Regions from separate parts of the Mus musculus genome. Here all the other regions are linked to region 4. A link is a contact called in public Hi-C and HiCAR-type data. All regions are on one chromosome and are shown on one strand. The core of a region is the stretch at or near the end of the contact, and the rest is flanking DNA. Distances in the headings are between cores, read along the strand shown.

Region 1 (2,700 bases), core at 21-2,520, 610 kb after region 4:
TTGGCAAGAGTATGTCCAGGAAAAACAAACTCGACCACTATGTCGTCATCCAGTTTCCCCTGACTGCCAAGTCAGCCATGTCAGACAAAGACAATGACACACTTTGTTCGTCATAGGTGCCAAGGCCAATAAGCCCCAGGCTGGGAAGAAATTCTATGTTGGAATAACCAGAATCAATCAGGCTGGCGGGGAGAAGAAGGCACAAGTCCGTCTGACTCCTGATTATGGTCCTCTAGCTATTGCCAACAAATCTGGGAGCACTTAAATGGAGTTCCAGCTCCACTGAAATCCAGTTAAATCCCGCGGATAATTCTTTACTTAAAAAAACAAAGGTTTATTTTAATTATGTGGTGTCCACCTGTTTACACAATTGATCACAGGCACTCACAGAGGCCAGAAGAGGGCACTAGATTCCTGGAGCTGGGGTCACAGGTGGTTGATAGCTGGGGATTGAACTTGGGTCCTCTGTATGAGCAGGATGCAATAGTAACCACTGAAGTTTCTTTCCAGCCCCAAAGATAGACTTGTAGTTAGAGGTGCTAGGGATTGAACCCAGGGCCCCATGCACTGAGCTACACTCCAAACAGCTATTGATCTTAACTACACATTATTCACCATGAAAACAAACAAAACAAGACATCAAAGGGAGTAACTGAGGAAGCTACTGGACATTAACCTCTGACCTACACACACACACACACACACACACACACACACGGAATACATATATACATGACCAAACACATATACACATACACAAAATAGTTTTGCTCTGATAAATAAATGAATAAAAGCATCAATGCAGTTTCTCTTGCTTGGCCCTTTCTCCATGTTAATATTAATGCTGTGTTTTACGCTGGGGAGAAGACAGTGCTGTTTGTCCCAGAGCCGGTAACGCTGGTATGGCAAACTTCAACACAGTGTGGAGTACAGCTTTAATTCTCATTCTTCAAAATTCTGCTCCTCAGATTTTTACCAAAGCTAAAGCAGTCATTTTCCCCGCGCAACTGGCCACGTCTGAAGGCTTGGCATTGAACCTTAGGGAAAACAGACTCAGGGGCCGGCTCTGACCGTGAATACAGGAGACTAGTGCCTTGCCAACACACAGGCCAAAAAAAAAAAGGAGAAAAATACAATCCCTTGTGAGGATGTGGGGGAGATGCACACCTTTTACAACAATTTGTATCACTTTTGATTTAATGTGAGAGAAATGGAATTCTCTAGTAGCCACCCCTGACGTATTTGCATGAGATTCTTGCGCCATCCAGTGGATTTCTTGTGAAATTGCATCAATCGCTTGAGCCTTAAATGTCTCTTAACCACCCTGTGTCAGTCACATTCTACTCCTTTTTGCTATTTGTATTCAACATATTGTATCTATTTGTGTAATTTTGAAATAGTCAACAAAAGTACTTATTACAAAAAAAATACAAAGGAAGTGATTTTTAAAACAAAATAAAAATTTAAATTAGTCAATTAGATAAAGCAAGGCAATCTGTATTTAAGTATGTGAATATCCAGATCTGAGTATCCTAGAACATAAAGTTCCTTGACTCTAATGACAGATAAGCTAGAAAAAGGACAGGCATTAATGCACCAGTTGGGATGGTACCATTCAGAGGTGCTGGCCGAGCCGATAGATACATCATAGTGAGAATGCCAGAAGTCAGAGTGCATTTAATCCTAACTGCCAAATGTCACAGCTTAGCAACTGCCTGAGCATTGTCAGTTGTTTTTCCTCACGATGCTGCTGATGCTCTGGCTGACTGGGAGCTGCGGCTGACTGACACTGTCCAACCTGGAGACGGGGTCATGATGCCTGTCACTAGCCAAGGAATTGATCAAAAATTTGAAATGTGAAGCATGCTTTCTGCTGAATTCACATCACTTTTACAATGCTGTAAAGTTCAGCCCTCATACACGAGACATCATAAGTCAAGGACCATCTGTCCTGGTATTGAAGGTACGGCTGGTTTTGCTGCTGTGGGGCACTTGTTGTTGTTGCTGCTGCTGCTGTTGCTGTTATTTTGTTGTTGTCGTCCTTGTTGTTGCTACTGTTGGTGTTGTTGTTGTTGTTGCTGCTGTTGGTGTTATTGTTGTTGCTGCTGCTGTTGGTGTTATTGTTGTTGCTGCTGCTGCTGTTGTTATTTTTGTTGATGTTGCTATTGTTGCTGTTGTTGTTTTTGCTGCTGCTACTGTAGCTGTTGTCTTTATTGTTATGATTAAACATTGGCCAGGCTGCTCAGTGGGTAAAGATGCATGCAGCACAAACCTGCCAATCCTAGTTTGTGCCCTATATTCCATGTAAATAAAGATGGAAAGAGAAAACCAAACTGACCTCACGAAGTCGTCTTCTGACCTCTGCGTGTTCAACACACAATAATAATGATGATGACGACGGTGATGGCCATGATGTTTTAAAAATGAAACAGTAAAAAATATCCGGTAAAGCAAAGAATTGTTTCTAGGTTCGTTGAACACTGACCTTTCGCAAAAAAAGGCATTCATGAACAAAGTTGGTGGGGACAGAACGGGGTCTCCTGAACTGCTCACTGCATCTTAGGATATCTACCAGCCTAGCCACACGAAGCCTAGCCACAGAAGCTAACAGGAAACAAAACATCACAAGTTCCTGAAGATCCCAGAGGACAGAACCTGGCAGATTCCCCGGTGACCTGGACCCTCCTGGGAGCATAAGAG
Region 2 (2,828 bases), core at 137-2,636, 920 kb before region 4:
AGTGGGAGATAGAATGTGAGGTTACAGTAGCATAGAGAGGGGATTAGAGCTTACATCTTCTGTCCTACAGCACAGAACATTGCACGATAGGTCAATGCTGTTGGGTCGGGCATCCCTGGGGCCATAAGGAAATGCACCTGAGAACTGGCTTCCATCCATAAAGCAGAGGCAAGTGACTAAGGACTGGTGTTCCTTCAGAGGTGTCACATTGTTTAAGGCAGGCGGTAGAGTCAGAATGATGGCTTTCCAACCATGGCTTTATGGTTTATTTTTTGAAAGCACTTGTGGCAGTCACTTCCCTGCTAGTTTTGCAGTGTCCTTATGTTTAAAATGCCAGTGGCTGTTAGGTAACCCATCTATAAGTGGATGGCAATTACTTAACATAGGCAAAGCACCGAGTGACTCCTGGTACTTGGTAAGTGATCTAAAACCTGCTAATTACTATTAGTTTTCATAGATCAAGTAGGGAGTAGCACTCATTGGACATACCTGGGACCAGAAATGCTATAGATTTCAGTCTTTCAAATTTGGGGATTAAATAAAAACAATTGTATTTTTGGCTTTTTGTGGGCAGGTGTGGTCATGTCATGGAGGTTTGTGTCCATGTGGCAACCAGAGGACAACTTTAGGGAGTCAGTTCTCTCCTTCTGTCACTTGAGTCCTGGGCAATAGAACCCAGATTGTCAGGCTGGGTGGCAAGTGCCTTTACATGCTTAGTCATCTCACTGGCCAGACTTTTGGCCTATTTTATATGGACTTTACTGGTTGAGTTTTCCAAAATCTCAAACACCGAAACCTGTTGTCCTGAGGATCTCACCTGATACTCGAGAAGTTCCAGATTTTGTGTGATCTTTAGATTTAGGAGTTTTGGGTTCTCCAGCCAGGGCTTTTAAAGGCTATTCATTGACCTTAGGTTAGCTTGAGGTGCTCATTAATCTTTAAGGATGACTTTAACTCTTCTCCACGTTCATCTCTTCGTCTTCAGGCATTTCCTCTGCCTTAGTCATTCCAGGCAAAGAGCAAAGAGAGAACTTACAACACAAGGAGACAAGAGAAGGTCCCATGGCCTTCTCTGCAGGTACTGTGGAACATCTTTAAGGATACGTAGAGCTGGAAGAAAACCCAATGCACACTTTGAAGTCTTCTTACTCTGGGGCTGTTCTATTTTTAAACACGCTTCTGCTTAGGAGCTGCCCTCCTGCACCTCTGTTTTTCCTCATGAAGAATAATAATTCTGTTCTGTCCTCTGTATCCCAGACTCCAAATATTCTTTTCTGTTTTTCTTTTTCCTTTGAATGAGAGCAAAGCTCCCAGGCTACATCCCATGCAACCCCAGAAATGCAAGCCATCTTTTGTTCTTAGCTTTGGCAGCGTTGCCCCTTGTTTGTTCCCCTGCCGGTCTGTGCGTCCCAGAGCTGCTCTGCAGTCGGAGATTGCAGGAAGCTGGTGGACTCAAGCCACTGGCTTCTTTTATAAGCCAAATGTAGAGAAAGGAGCTTTTCACTGGCTCCAGCCTCACAGTCAGGTATGCCCTGGTGGGCTCCACACAAAGCTGGGGCTCTGGAGCTGGTCCCTGGAGTTCGCCTTTGTTTCTTCACAGGCCACATGCCTAGTCATGGGCAGGTGAAATGGCAGCCCAAGTCCCCAGCTCTTTACAGCCACTGAAAGCTGGTTCCATGCTTAGACCTCAGAAGTCTCTGGTTTGACCCAGTCCTCCCCAAAGCCAGGCTGAGTTCTTTATTAGTGAGCATGAAAAATGCTCCAATCATAGCACCAGATGGTACCCAAACCAATTTGGGTTGTCAGCTGTGGCCTACTGGTTTCCAAGGACTTTGTCTAACATCAATGCTGTTTCCCTCAGTGCCCATTGAGTTCTACGAGGTGATCTTGCTCAGATGATTTTGATGAGAAATAATATTTTCCTTCACCCAGCACCACAGTCATTACATCTTTCCAGCTTTATTAATTCACTCAACAAGCTTTTATTGAGTGCCTGCTGTGTGCATGGGGCATTTTAGTGTGTACCAAGGAGGGATTCATTTCTGCTTGATAAATATTTGCTGAGAATCTACTAGCTACGTAACAAGCACTTTTCAAGATAACGAACACGTGATATCATTGAGATGATACAGTGGCCTTTAAAGCACTCACAGTTGCAAAGAGGAGGACGTGGTCGTCACTCAGGAAAGTATCAATGTGAGACACGTGACATTTTCTGTGTCTGCTATTTGGTGCTCAAATTTCTGTATTTCTCAGTCTTCCTAAAGAGTCAGCATCATCAGTACATTGTCCCTGAGGGCCACTAGCACATAAGTAGATCCCAGGGTAGGAGGTGGGGAAAAGTCAAGGACTGTGTATTCTGTCCTGCCTCTCAGAGAGTGGCTGCTCAAGTATCTCCTAGGAGCTTGTTAGAAAATCCATCCCACCCCATGACAAGTGGACCAGAATGCAGTTTTACTAGGTCGCACAGGTGATCTGTGAACCTATCAATTAATGTTTGAGAGGCACCACTCTGTTAGTTACATTTATTTTTCTCCTGGTGATCCAACAATGCTAGTGGGCTCATTGATTGTTCTCGTGAGTATTAGTTGTATATCAATAACTCAGGACTTTCTAGCAGTATGGCTGCTCTTCACTGAGCTTTGGACCATGTCATCTGACATGGAGCCAAACAGGATTGGATGGGGATCTTATTTTGAGCCCCAAATAGTCACTGAAAAACCAGTGACCTTTGTGACAAGAGAAAACTGTCCAAGAGGAAGACTTCATAGGGCAGAAGCTAATTACTACACTAGAGGAGTCTTCATGGGGGAACTCAATGGATATTT
Region 3 (2,700 bases), core at 158-2,657, 800 kb before region 4:
TGGAAGAGTAATATGTACCATACCCTTGATTGCTCTTCCATCTCTCCAGCTCTTAAAACAGTCTTTGGCTGAGCAACTTACTGACTGTGGGAAGAGAGACGACTAAATAGTTAGAACAACAAAACAGCAGCCAACACTTTCCACCTTTTACTGTGAACTGTTTCAAACACATTACCTTAGCTGTTCAATTAGTGTTTACCTCAGCATGCAGTAGGCACCACCTCTAATTTTCCAAAGTTTGAAAATGAGTGAGGAATTCTGAAATTCAGAATGATAATTAAACTTCATGGCTCACCTATCTACTAAATCGCCAACCTGGGCTTCAGCCTTGGCTATAGGCTAACTGAAACTTGTAGCATGTCTTCTATCCTCCGTACTGCTGGGTAAAGGCTGAGACTCTCAGTATTGATGGAACCTTCCTCTGGAAGGTTCTGGAAGGTTCCTCTGGAAGGTTCCAGGGGAGCTGATATCCAATTCTTGAGAAGTGGAGATCTCTCAGGCAAAGTAGAAAGGGCTATATTCTGCCAAATAAGAGTTTCCCATGAGAGGACATGCCAGAGTCAGCAGGTGTGTGAAGAGGATTTCTTGGGAAAACCACAGCAACTCTGGAGCCAGAGGTACAAAATGCTATGGTGCTGAGGAGGAAAGTGAGGTCAGTAGGAGCCCAACTGCTATAGAATCTTTTGTTCCAAGTTAGAGAATGTGGACTCTACCCTAAGACCTGTGAGGATCTTCTAATGGCTTCCTTGATTGACATGTAGTTTACTACAGTCTTGTGTATATACTTTCTGATGACTCTGTGTGAAAGGTGACCATTCCAAGGAAGCAGCTGCTTCTTTCCCATGGTTCTGCCTCCACATATCGTGTCTGAAACCTGCACACACTGGGTTTTGGTTATTAATGACATTCACTCATGCACAATGTATTCCATACTATCTCTGGCACACCTATTGTCTTTCATAAGTGAGCTAGGTACTAGGATGACAAAGAGGAAGTGACGTACATGGGTGTGATCACCAGAGCAGGATTTATTGGTAGAAACAGTACATATCTAATCCGAGTTAAAAGCAGCAGGGAAGATGCTGTGTAATGGGTGTATTTGACGGGAAGAGGATGTATGGTCCAAGAGGTAACAAGTGCTGATAGCTAAGAACAGGCGCTAAAGTCACCCTCCTCTGGGTTCAAATCCCAGCTTTGCCCTACATTTGCTATGTGACACCAGGCCAGTTACTGAGTTGCTCTGAGTCTCAGCATCATCATGTAATAACTGCACATCATAACATTAACCACCTCATAAGGTTGCTACGAAGATAAATTGAGTGAACATTTTGAAGTTACTAAGTCCAATATAAAAACAGGAGCCCTGAAGTGACAATGTTCCCCAGTAGATGTCACTGCTACATAGCAAGTTAGGTGAGATAATATCTGTGTTCAGGGCGACCACTTAACCACCCCTTCTGAAAATTGGTGCATAAATGGCTTTACTCTCAAAATACAAAACCCAAAAGAGGGTTTGCAGGCTGGGAGCTGTGCAACAGTGAGGACAGACCCAAATGTAGGGCAGAGACCCATCACTTCATCAGATTTTCATGAATGTTCCAAGCTTTCTCTATATTGGTTCTCTTGTAGAACACATTTTTCTCTAGGATTCTAAGAAAGCATGGATTGAATTCCATCAGCCATGCCAGAGAGCACAAATCTTTCATGAGGAGGTCTGTGGATAATGACTGGTTGAGCTTCCAAAGGTGCTAACATGGAGAGGTAGGAGAAGGTAGCAGGCACAGAACCTTGAGAGGTAGCAGCAGGTGACTTTGGAGAGGGGCGACTTTGTGACAGCTAAGGTTGACGTTATTGCTTTCTGTTCTATGAGCCAGGAAAGGTCAAAATGAATTTGTTCAGAGTTTCCTCATGTCCTGTAGAACTCAGCACAGCTGGGGATGAGATTTCTTTCTTGTTCTCTATTCTGACATGGCCAGACTTCAAGGTAAAGTTGATGGGCTAAAAGCAGAGAGGTCACCACACACTCCTTTCCTTAGACTTGCATAGAACATTTCCTGTGGGCTTGGTTTTTGTGTTGCATGAAAGGATACAGAGCTGAATAATTCATGCCTAGTTTCTTCCAGCTGTTTACAGTCCAGGCTTTAGTGGGAGAGACAGGCATGTCCTACTGTGGAGGCAATGGAACATTTTACACAGTATTTTAAAAATGCTAACAGAGTTTTGAAGAAGAAGTTGAGATAACATATGGTCTTTGTTTTGCAGGATGAGTAGGAGTCTGTACTTTTTAGAAAAGGGAAACACTCTGGGTAGAAATATCATCACATATGCATCTTAATGGAAGAACAAGGAGTGGTTGCTCTGAGCTGAAGGTCTGGATGCTTGGCTAAGAGATGAGATCTGCCTTGAGCTTCAACAAGGTATACAGTGGCACTGAGAAAGACTGGCGCTCTTATCCACAGAATCAGAAAGTGTTTCAGTCTTGCAATTACCTTTCCACATTGTGGAATCAATTCGTTCTATAACTTCTACTTCCTAGATTGGTATTTAATGCTAAGTTTGCTCTGCACAAGCTTGGTCTGAGAGGGTAGAGGAAAGTCCTGTTCTTTTTCTTATAATACTTAAAATAAATGTGTGGTGGTCTCCCCTATTAGTTCTCTGCTGATACCACAAGACCAACAGGATGTCCTAGGGCTCAACTCA
Region 4 (2,700 bases), core at 48-2,547:
GAAAACACAATAAAGAATATCTCAGACGCAAATGTTCTTATTGAGACTTTTTTTTTTTTTGGCATCCCCAGACTCTGAACAATTCACATGTCTATCAACAGAATAATTGATATGCTGTAGCTATATCATGGAGTAAATTACCACCGTGGATAATTTTGAGCTAAAGAAACCAGACACAAAAGAGAATATCATAATATAGACACGGGGAGGGGGGCAGAGAGACACAGAGAAAGAGAGAAGGAGGAGACAGAGGAAGAGAGAAGGAGAGAGAGAGAGAGAAAGAGAGAGAGAGAGAGAGAGAGAGAGAGAGAGAGAGTCAGTCTAGTGTTTTATTTGGGCTTCTGTCTTAGTGTTCACAGGGACATATTTGCTTGAAAATTGGTTAATCTTCATATTCAGGCTGTCTGCTCCTGTATATGTACATCGATCGTACTGCAATTAGAGCTAAGCAAAAGTCTGAACAGGGCTGAAAATCTCAATATATAAGAAGGATTGGAAACAAGTTAATAAAGGAGATGTAATTTCTAAACATGCCAAGTATCTTGACCGTAAAATAGAAAAAGGAAAGAAAACACCACACAATCGTGACGCCTTTTGAGTCTCGTGTACCCACCTGAAGCCTCCCCTAATTCCTAAGTAAGCTGAGGCCAATTTTCTAGAGTTTATGAGTTTCAGGAAACTCACAGACAGTTTGAGACAAGATGTCGGTAAGGGCTTGGTAGAGTTTAAGGCTGCTTTCTACTGTGGAAGTAATTGAAATACAGTAGCTTAGCCATGATACAATTTACCTTGTTTGAACAATTCTCTCTCTCCATCTACAGGCTGATTCCATACAGAGAGACTGAGAGATTTGCTGGGAGGGAGGGATGGAAGGGTTTTGTTTGGCTGAGCTTCCTCAACTATAAAGCAAGCAGGAAAAATAGACAGAAAATTAGCTTGTCCTTAGCATTAGTGAAGTCCCTCTGTCAATACTTTCTCCCTTTAATGACCACTTCAGGAGCACCTACTATGTGCCAGGCCCCATGATGAGTTCTGGCAATATAAAGTCAAAGAAAACACCTTTTAAACAAATATGTTAAACTAAGCTGTGTTAAACCAAATATGTGAAGCTATCTCACATGGAAGTGTGATTGTCAGAAAGATAGAAAATATCTCAGGTGTTGTGAGAGTTGGGTGGGGTCTGGGACAGCCCAGCTACTGGAATTGCAAACTCTGCTGCTCTGGACTGTAGTCAGCGAGGCAATAGCCTGTTTCTTAGAACATCCCTAATAGGATTTGCCTGTAATGGCACAGAAAGGATTTGGCAAGCAAATTACAGATGGAAACAAGGGAAGTGTTAGCCTAGTTAAGACTGAGGAGCTTTGGAAAGAGCATTTGCATTCAGACAAAGAATATGCTAATTATAACTTAATCTTAGCCACTTGTTAAGGCAGTTACAAGATTTCCCAACATAGATACCGCTGTTCTCCCCTTCCCTATTAGGAGGCAGCGTGACTGTGGGCACCTTTCTTTAATAAAACTGTGCATATATTTTAAATGCTCGTGCTGAGGCTTAGCATCTCTCCGAAAATGTTAACATTCTAAACCAACCAGACATTCCTTGGAAACCTCACCACCTCCATCTGGCCCCACTCTTACACTGCCAGACTCCATTTCTGGCCACTTGATTCCTCAAAGCACAAATTGAAAACCTCTCTAGATTCTCTGTTTTGCCTCATACCAAGGTGGTCACCAAAGCCACTGATTCTGTTCTACCCCCTAGCTTTCTTCCTCGGCGTCCCAAGGCTATAATTTCTAGCCCTTGTCATGTCCCACTAACCCATTCATATGAATTCTATTCCTCTCTGTCCTGTTCCTTCCTCCTGCCTTCAATCCATTACCAAGGCCTCTGAAATAAAACTTCTGAAGATACAAATATAGTTACATCATCTCTTCAACAATCCTATGGTTCAAGGAGGAAGAAAATAAAGGTCAGGTCAAAAGGCTTACCAATAAACAACTGGACAAAGAATATGACCAGATGTTTCCTTTGGAGGGAAGGAAAAGAAATCTTCCTTGCATATCTCTGATAAGAAAAATGTGTTAACCCATTAAAAATGGGGTTCAGAGCTAAACAAAGAATTCTCAACTGAGGAATACCGAATGGCTGAGAAGCATCTGAAAAAATGTTCAACATCCTTAATCATCAGGGAAATGCAAATAAAAACAACCTTGAGATTCCACCTCACACCAGTCAGAATGGCTAAGATCAAAAATTCAGGTTACAGCAGATGCTGGCAAGGATGTGGAGAAAGAGGAACACTCCTCCACTGCCGATGGGATTGCAAGCTTGTACAACCACTCTGGAAGTCAGTCTGGAGGTTCCTCAGAAAATTGGACATAATACTACCTGAAGATCCAGCAATACCTCTCCTGGGCATATACCCAGAAGAAGTTCTAACTGGTAATAAGAACACATGCTCCACTATGTTCATAGCAGCCTTATTTATTTATAATAGCCAGAAGCTGGAAAGAACCCAAATGTCCCTCAACAGAAGAATTCATACAGAAAATGTGGTACATTTACACAATGGAGTACTACTCAGCTATTAAAAACAATGGATTTATTAAATTCTTGGACAAATGGATGTATCTGGAGGATATCATCCTTAGTGAGGTAACCCAATCACAAAAGAAGTCATTAGATATGCACTCACTGAT

What was found. Hi-C and Micro-C count contacts between places; a contact is called where the count stands out from the background. HiCAR-type assays count read pairs that join an accessible place to other places.
Region 1: a Hi-C map of cortical neurons shows a contact between it and region 4, with 3 times the contacts expected there. The contact joins two enhancer-like sites. A contact is called at or near these places in 2 of 484 Hi-C or Micro-C datasets (the HL-1 cell line and cortical neurons), 1 of 115 datasets of contacts at active chromatin or transcription factors (astrocytes) and 1 of 9 other capture datasets (embryonic stem cells).
Region 2: a contact with region 4 is called in a HiCAR-type map of astrocytes, with 2.1 times the contacts expected there. The contact joins two enhancer-like sites. A contact is called at or near these places in 3 of 484 Hi-C or Micro-C datasets (cortical neurons, embryonic stem cells and neural progenitor cells) and 1 of 115 datasets of contacts at active chromatin or transcription factors (astrocytes).
Region 3: a contact with region 4 is called in a Hi-C map of cortical neurons, with 3 times the contacts expected there. The contact joins two enhancer-like sites. A contact is called at or near these places in 2 of 484 Hi-C or Micro-C datasets (cortical neurons and ventricular fibroblasts) and 1 of 115 datasets of contacts at active chromatin or transcription factors (astrocytes).

The regions. Positions count from the first base shown.
Region 1 is chr1:167,940,696-167,943,395 of GRCm38.p6, reverse strand. No RefSeq gene overlaps it. Among named protein-coding and RNA genes, the nearest start is that of Lmx1a, 250 kb to the right of the region's middle. Within about 2 kb of position 1,270, at least 21 of the 459 cell types and tissues checked have an H3K27ac peak or open chromatin away from gene starts, as enhancers often do. A contact at or near this core is called in cortical neurons, where this site is marked.
Region 2 is chr1:169,466,624-169,469,451 of GRCm38.p6, reverse strand. The region is part of intron 2 of Gm34535 (a long non-coding RNA gene); the gene reads right to left. Among named protein-coding and RNA genes, the nearest start is that of Gm34535, 5.1 kb to the right of the region's middle. Within about 2 kb of position 1,386, at least 27 of the 459 cell types and tissues checked have an H3K27ac peak or open chromatin away from gene starts, as enhancers often do. A contact at or near this core is called in astrocytes and neural progenitor cells, where this site is marked.
Region 3 is chr1:169,346,623-169,349,322 of GRCm38.p6, reverse strand. No RefSeq gene overlaps it. Among named protein-coding and RNA genes, the nearest start is that of Gm34477, 17 kb to the left of the region's middle. Within about 2 kb of position 1,407, at least 9 of the 459 cell types and tissues checked have an H3K27ac peak or open chromatin away from gene starts, as enhancers often do. A contact at or near this core is called in cortical neurons, where this site is marked.
Region 4 is chr1:168,548,923-168,551,622 of GRCm38.p6, reverse strand. No RefSeq gene overlaps it. Among named protein-coding and RNA genes, the nearest start is that of Gm39696, 54 kb to the right of the region's middle. Within about 2 kb of position 1,297, at least 33 of the 459 cell types and tissues checked have an H3K27ac peak or open chromatin away from gene starts, as enhancers often do. A contact at or near this core is called in astrocytes, cortical neurons and neural progenitor cells, where this site is marked.